2 separate regions of the Mus musculus genome follow, and region 1 is linked to region 2. Evidence: chromatin contacts called from public HiChIP or PLAC-seq data. All regions are on one chromosome and are shown on one strand. Each heading gives the region's core, a stretch centred on a gene start, on an enhancer-like site or on the middle of the called end of the contact. The rest is flanking DNA. Distances are from core to core; before and after follow the strand shown. Region 1 overlaps Ptprm (protein tyrosine phosphatase, receptor type, M). Region 2 has its middle 23 kb from the start of Themis3.

Evidence for each region. HiChIP or PLAC-seq counts read pairs in DNA pulled down with a chosen protein or histone mark.
Region 1: a FOXA1 HiChIP or PLAC-seq map of pancreatic cancer cells shows a contact between it and region 2. The contact joins two enhancer-like sites. A contact is called at or near these places in 1 of 484 Hi-C or Micro-C datasets (nephron progenitors) and 1 of 115 datasets of contacts at active chromatin or transcription factors (pancreatic cancer cells).

Annotation. Positions count from the first base shown.
Region 1 is chr17:67,149,069-67,152,120 of GRCm38.p6, reverse strand. The region is part of intron 2 of Ptprm (protein tyrosine phosphatase, receptor type, M); the gene reads left to right. Among named protein-coding and RNA genes, the nearest start is that of Mir5709, 120 kb to the right of the region's middle. Within about 2 kb of position 1,415, at least 27 of the 459 cell types and tissues checked have an H3K27ac peak or open chromatin away from gene starts, as enhancers often do. A contact at or near this core is called in pancreatic cancer cells, where this site is marked.
Region 2 is chr17:66,616,417-66,619,559 of GRCm38.p6, reverse strand. No RefSeq gene overlaps it. Among named protein-coding and RNA genes, the nearest start is that of Themis3, 23 kb to the right of the region's middle. Within about 2 kb of position 1,464, at least 6 of the 459 cell types and tissues checked have an H3K27ac peak or open chromatin away from gene starts, as enhancers often do. A contact at or near this core is called in pancreatic cancer cells, where this site is marked.

The DNA of each region.
Region 1 (3,052 bases), core at 166-2,665, 530 kb before region 2:
CTCTCTCTCTCTCTGTGTGTGTGTGTGTGTGTGTGTGTGTGTGTGTGTGTGTGTGTTTTCTTGGTTTGATTTACTAACACATATGCTAAGCTACTGGACAAAGTCCTACAATACTGTTTTCTTTATTTGCTTGTTTGTTTGTTTTAATTTGGTTGAGATACTGAAGAATCCATCATGCACAGTGAGAGAATGTTTAAACAGAAATGTAAAGAAATAAATATCCCATTAAAAATGAAGGAGAGCATTGAAGGAAATGTGGGGCTGGGAAGACAGCTAGGTTGGTAAAGCTGTAGGGGGCTGGAAAGAGGGTTCAGTTGGTAAAGCAGTGGTCTTATAGGCATGAGGATAGAGTCTCTTCTTCAGAACCCCCTAAAGTAGGTGGAGTGTGCTGTAGGTGAGCAGGCCTGGTACTTAGGTGACAGAGGTAGGCAGATGTCCAGGCCTTGCTGGCTGCTCCACCTAACTTCCTTGGTAAGCTTCATATTTGTGAGAGACCCTGTCTCCAAATACATAATAAAATACATCGGAGGGCGCATGCCTAAGGAGAGACCCGAGGTTGTACTCTGGCCTCTACAGACATGTGTGGACCTGTACATATGCACCTGCACACATGAGAACACACAACATGAAAGGAATTAAGAAGCTGGGGACGGGTGTAAAGTCAATGTGTTAGGGCAGGGAATCTAAGCAAGAATGCGCTGAAGACCAAGGGAGGAACTTTGCAGTGAAGCTGGGGCCGCAAGGCAAAGATCATGAAGGCCGGAATTCAGTACCAGGAAGTGGGTTTTCCAGATATCTGGTCAAGTTCTGCTTCTGTGCTCCCCTTCATGCTGCTCAGAGGTTGATGTCCATGGAGTGTGGTGCTGTAAGAAAGGTTCAGGGTTTGAGATGGAGCCTGGCTCCTGAGGGCCTATGGTGGACAGGGGCTGTCTCTTCTGGTACACTGATTAGATTCCTTTGGCCACTTGCAGCATGCACCTTCCAACCTGAATTCTTTTATTCTATTATTTTTTTAGTCTCTGATCTTGACTTTTTTCCTTTTAAAATAATTTACTTTTAGATTCTTTCATGATGTTAGGCATACTAATATTTTATACCTTTTCCCCTGAATTATCACCATTACCATTGATTGATTGTATTTGATGGCTGTTGTTTATTCTTTTCATTAAAGATTTATTCTATTTGTAATTATTAGTGTGTGTGCGTGAGAGAGAGAGAGAGAGAGAGAGAGAGAGAGAGAGAGAGGAGAGAGAGAGAGCTAGACAGCAAGTACAGTGCTCACAGAGGTCAGAAGAGTGTAAAGGGTAAAGGTGATAGATCCCCCCTGCAGTGGAGTTCCAGGCAGCTCTGAGTCACCATGTAGGATGCTGGACACAGAGTTTAAACCCTCTGTAAGAAGCAGTATATTCTTGAACCACTGAGTCATCACTCCTGCCCTATTCTCTTCTTTGGTTTAAATATTTGTGGATTATGTGCCTGTGTCTATACTTGAGGTTTGTTACCCAATTTGTGTGGCTATATTTGTTTTTACTACTTTCCTCTGGAGATTGTGGGCGATGTCAAGAGGGCTGGCACTGACTAACCTCAGGCTTTAGACACTTTCCTCCCCTCCCCCCTCCCCCGCCCCAGCACAAACTCACTAGTCAGGGCCTAGTGTGTGTATGTGGTGTGGAAGGCAGGATTTGGGAGCCTTATATTGTAGAGGCCACTTCAGAGGGACCATGAGTATTCCATGTAGCAATGAGAGCAGCTGATATTAGTATTTACATATTCACCCATTGTCCTACTTAGGGTTTTATTGCCAGGAAGAGACACCATCACCATGGCAACTCTTATAAAAGAAAACATTGAGGGAGTGCTCTGACCCCAGGACTCAGGTGATATCAACATTATCTATTCCGGGTCTTTCTGAGATGGGTCTACTCAGGAGAGCACATGGTCTGCTTAAGCAACAGAGCTTCTTGGACAGGGTCTCTTAGGGCCTTCATCCTCAGACAGGAGGCACAGCTGATCCTCAGACCTCCTTGCACCTTCCCCACCAGAGAAGAGCTTGCCTATACGAAGTGCTCTGACCCCCCTGGAACTCAGGAGAGAGTTAGTCTCCCAGGAGTGCTGACAGAAGTAACAGAATCACAGGAGGAACAAGCTCCAGCCAGAGACAGCTAGAACATCTAACACCATAGACTACAAGATGGCTAAAGGCAAGCGTAAGAATCTTCCTAACAGAAACCAAGACTACTCGATATCATCAGAACCCAGTAATATCACCACAGCGAGTCCTGGATACCCCCAACACACTGGAAAAGCAAGATTCAGATTTAAAATTATACCTCATGATGCTGGTAAAGAATTTTAAGGACATTACTAATTCTCTTAAAGAAATACGGGAGAATACAGCTAAACAGGTAGAACTCCTTAAAGAGGAAACACAAAAATCCCTTAAAGAATTACAGAAAAACACAACCAAACAGGTGAAGGATTTGAACAAAACCATCCAAGACCTAAAAAGGGAAGTAGAAACAATAAATAAAACCCAAAGGGAGACAACTCTGAAGATAGAATTCCTAGGAAAGAAATCAGGAGCCATAGATGTGAGCATCAGCAACAGAATACAAGAGTTGGAAGAGAGAATCTCAGGTGCAGAAGATTCCATAGAAAACATGGGCACAACAATCAAAGAAAATACAAAATGCAAAATGATCCTAACTCAAAACATCCAGGAAATCCAGGACACAATGAGAAGACCAAACCTACGGATAATAGGAGTAGATGACAATGAAGATTTTCAACTTAAAGGGCCAGTAAATATCTTCAACAAAATTATAGAAGAAACCTTCTCTAACCTAAAGAAAGAGATGCCCATGAACATACAAGAAGCCTACAGAACTCCAAATAGACTGGACCAGAAAAGAAATTCCTCCCGACACATAATAATCAGAACAACACATGCACTAAATAAAGATAGAATATTAAAAGCAGTAAGGGAAAAAGGTCAAATAACATATAAAGGCAGACCTATTAGAGTTACACCAGACTTCTCACCAGAGACTAT
Region 2 (3,143 bases), core at 215-2,714:
CTGTGAGAAAAGAGTGCTAATTACCATATGTAAAACACCTTTAGAACATGTCTGCCACTAGGCATTGCATATACTATTGCATGCTGGGTTTTTTATTTATTTTTAGTGTGTATGTGTATGGTATATGTGGATACATATGCACGGATACATGCAAGTTCCTGTGTGTGCACAGATGTGCACAGGCATACACATATGGAGGAGGCCAAGGGTTGGCATCAGGTATCTACTCAGTCATTCCATGCCTTTTTCTCTTGAGATGAATCTTTCACTGAACCTGGAACTAGACTGGCAGGCAGCAAACTCCAGGGATCTTTTCCTCACATCCGCACAGCGCTTGGGTTGCAGGTATGCACAGCCACATGCAGCTTTTGGTATAAACGCTGGGAATTTTAAATTCAGGTGCTGTGCTTTCCAAGCAGGCTCTCTTAGCCACTGAGCCATCTCTCTGACTCTGCTCATCTTATTACATTCTAAGTTGTGCAAACAGAATAAGAACGCAGGGAAATAACTCTTCAGGGGTAGGCCTGGGTGTCAGGATCAGCATCACCCAGGACCCCACCCTTCTTCTAATGTGACTTCTGGGAAAGCAGAGGCTGAGTTTTTCTGAGATCGGACTTCAGTTGGTAGCTTTGTCCCCTTCTGGTACAGCTGAGCCACAGCACAGCACACAGCTTCCCTCAGAAGTTTCCACACTGCCTTCGCCTGTCCTCTGGGGCCTCGAGAGGTCACCTCTCAAGCCTTCAAGGAAGGACAGACAACACAGACCACACAAGTCTGGAGTCCGGCTACCAGGCAGAACAACTCTTTTGTTCCTTCTCTTCCAGCTCCATTTGGCTTCCCCAGCTCCAGACCTTTGGCTCCTCTTCTCATCCCGTCATATTGCCTGACATATTTCAATGCTCTTTTCCTGCTGCCACCTCTGACAGTTACCTCTGTCTTGTGGTTGCTCTTCTCTCTCGTTTGCTTTGTCTTCTGGATGGCTACTTTCCCCCGTAAGCGAACTTTGAGAGCAAGGTATTTATTCCTTGAATTGGGTTTTTGTTTTGTAAGGGGCAGCATAACATCACCTGCTGTCTAACCCCGTGATGGGAGGGCAGGATGGACGCAAGGAAAGAGTCGAGTCAGAGTGCTGTGGCTGAAGACGATGGGCACAGAAGTTATCTATGAGAAGCTTAGTCTCCAATGTGGCTGAGCTTCGGGGATAAGCCCTAAAGGAGAAAGGGACTAATGTGATTCTCAGCCTTGGGTCCCGACCCCTTGGGGGTTGAATGACACTTTCCCAGGGGTCACCTCAGACCATTGGGAAACACTGACATTTACATTATGATTCATAAGGAAAATTACAGGTATGAAGTCACAACAAAACTAATTTTATGGTTGTGGTCACTACCACATGATGAACTGTGTTAAAGAGTCACCACATTAGGAAGGCTGAGAATCACTAATCTAATGTTCAATAGGGTACTTAGATGACTCAGGATCTCTGCTTACAGAACCTCTAGTCTTTATGGAGTAGGAGGAGAAAACTCCAGTGCTGTGTGGTTACAGCAGAAAAGGGACAAAACCACACAATGCAGGACGGCCTCTCTTAGAGTCCTCATCGGCTATGTGGGAAGCCAGGCCCATGGTGCCAACCCACAGTCTCCTTCTTGGTTCAGGCTATGGAGAGAAGACAGTCTCATCTGGTCTCCCCCTTCAATGTGCTGTGCTGATGGAAATGGTGGTAGCCAAGAAGTAGGCTGAGAGGACTTCCTACCTTGACCTTTGTGTGACCTAGGTGCCGTGTAGAGTGTCTGGGCGTCAATCCTATCCAACATGACACCAGCCACTAACACTCTTGAGCTATGTGCTAGATCTGAGTCTTTGCTCGTACTAACTAGGGTCCTCCAAAAGCTATTACACTGACACTGCTATTAACCTCACTTCCTGGTTGAAGAACTCCATAGGGCTAGAAATCTAAGGCCTAGAAATCCAGGATAGTGTGCCCAGTTATCACAGGTAGAGAGTAAGGGACTTAGGAAGTTGAGGTTGCACCATTTATTCTTGGCCCTAGTACTAAATGGTAAGGTGATTTCTGCTTTTGACTCAATAGGTAGATAGTTGAATGATACAGTTTGTCCCTCAAAGGTTGATGTCCTAGAAACTAATTCCTAATAGTTGAGGGGTAGTAGGACTCTTAAGAGGTAGAACCTGGATGAGTAGTGGCGATATGCTACATCCACTCCAGTGGTGACAAGCACGACAGGCCCCAAAAACCTGTTCACAGAAACTTAGTCTCCTGGGACCGTGGCATCCTGTATAACGAATGCTCCAATGTCCTTGCTTTAGTTGGTAAACGGATCTGTGTGCTTTCCTTTAATATTGCTTTATTATAAGTGCTCCTAAGGATTGATTCTTTGACATATAGCTAAGTTAGATTCTAGGCAGTCCTTGATCCGAACCTGGGCATGGATAGCTAAGTCACTGCCCTACACAGGAATGTACCATTATCTAGGAAGAAGGAAGTGTGTGATCTAAGGAGGAACCAGAGTAGATACTTAGAACTATAGATAGCTGAGTTACACCCATATACAAGTATTTACAATGGCCTAGGGAGAAGGTGGACTATACAGTAGACTAGAATAGGAACTATGGCAAGGGCATGAAGCCCTTGTCCCTGGCTTCTAAGTTTAAGCTGACTTTATGTGGGACTGTTTTTTATCCCAGTTGTTAACATTGAATTTTATCCCCATTGGTTCCTGCCAGTCCTTTGTGTTTGCATTCCTCTGTTCTATGTAAGGATCCCGTAACCTCCTTGTACCTTGCCAGTGTGTCACCTAAATTCCCTATTTTCTTCTGTATAAAAAGTTTGATGCTCGATTTGACAAATTACACAGATTCACACTCCCTTGTGTCGAGTCTGTTGGTCACCCCAATTCCCGCCGACTCTATGCCCATCTGCCGGAACCCCTGATTCCCACGGATTGAGGGGGGGCCGACTAGGCCTAGTCCGTGGCAGTGATACACACTTTTAATACCAGCACTCAGGAGGTAGAAGCCGGCAGAGCTCTGTGAGTTCAAGGCCAGCCAGATATACAGAGAAAGTTCCATGACAGCCAGGGCTACACAGAAAAACCCTGCCTCAAAAACAAAGAGCAATGAAA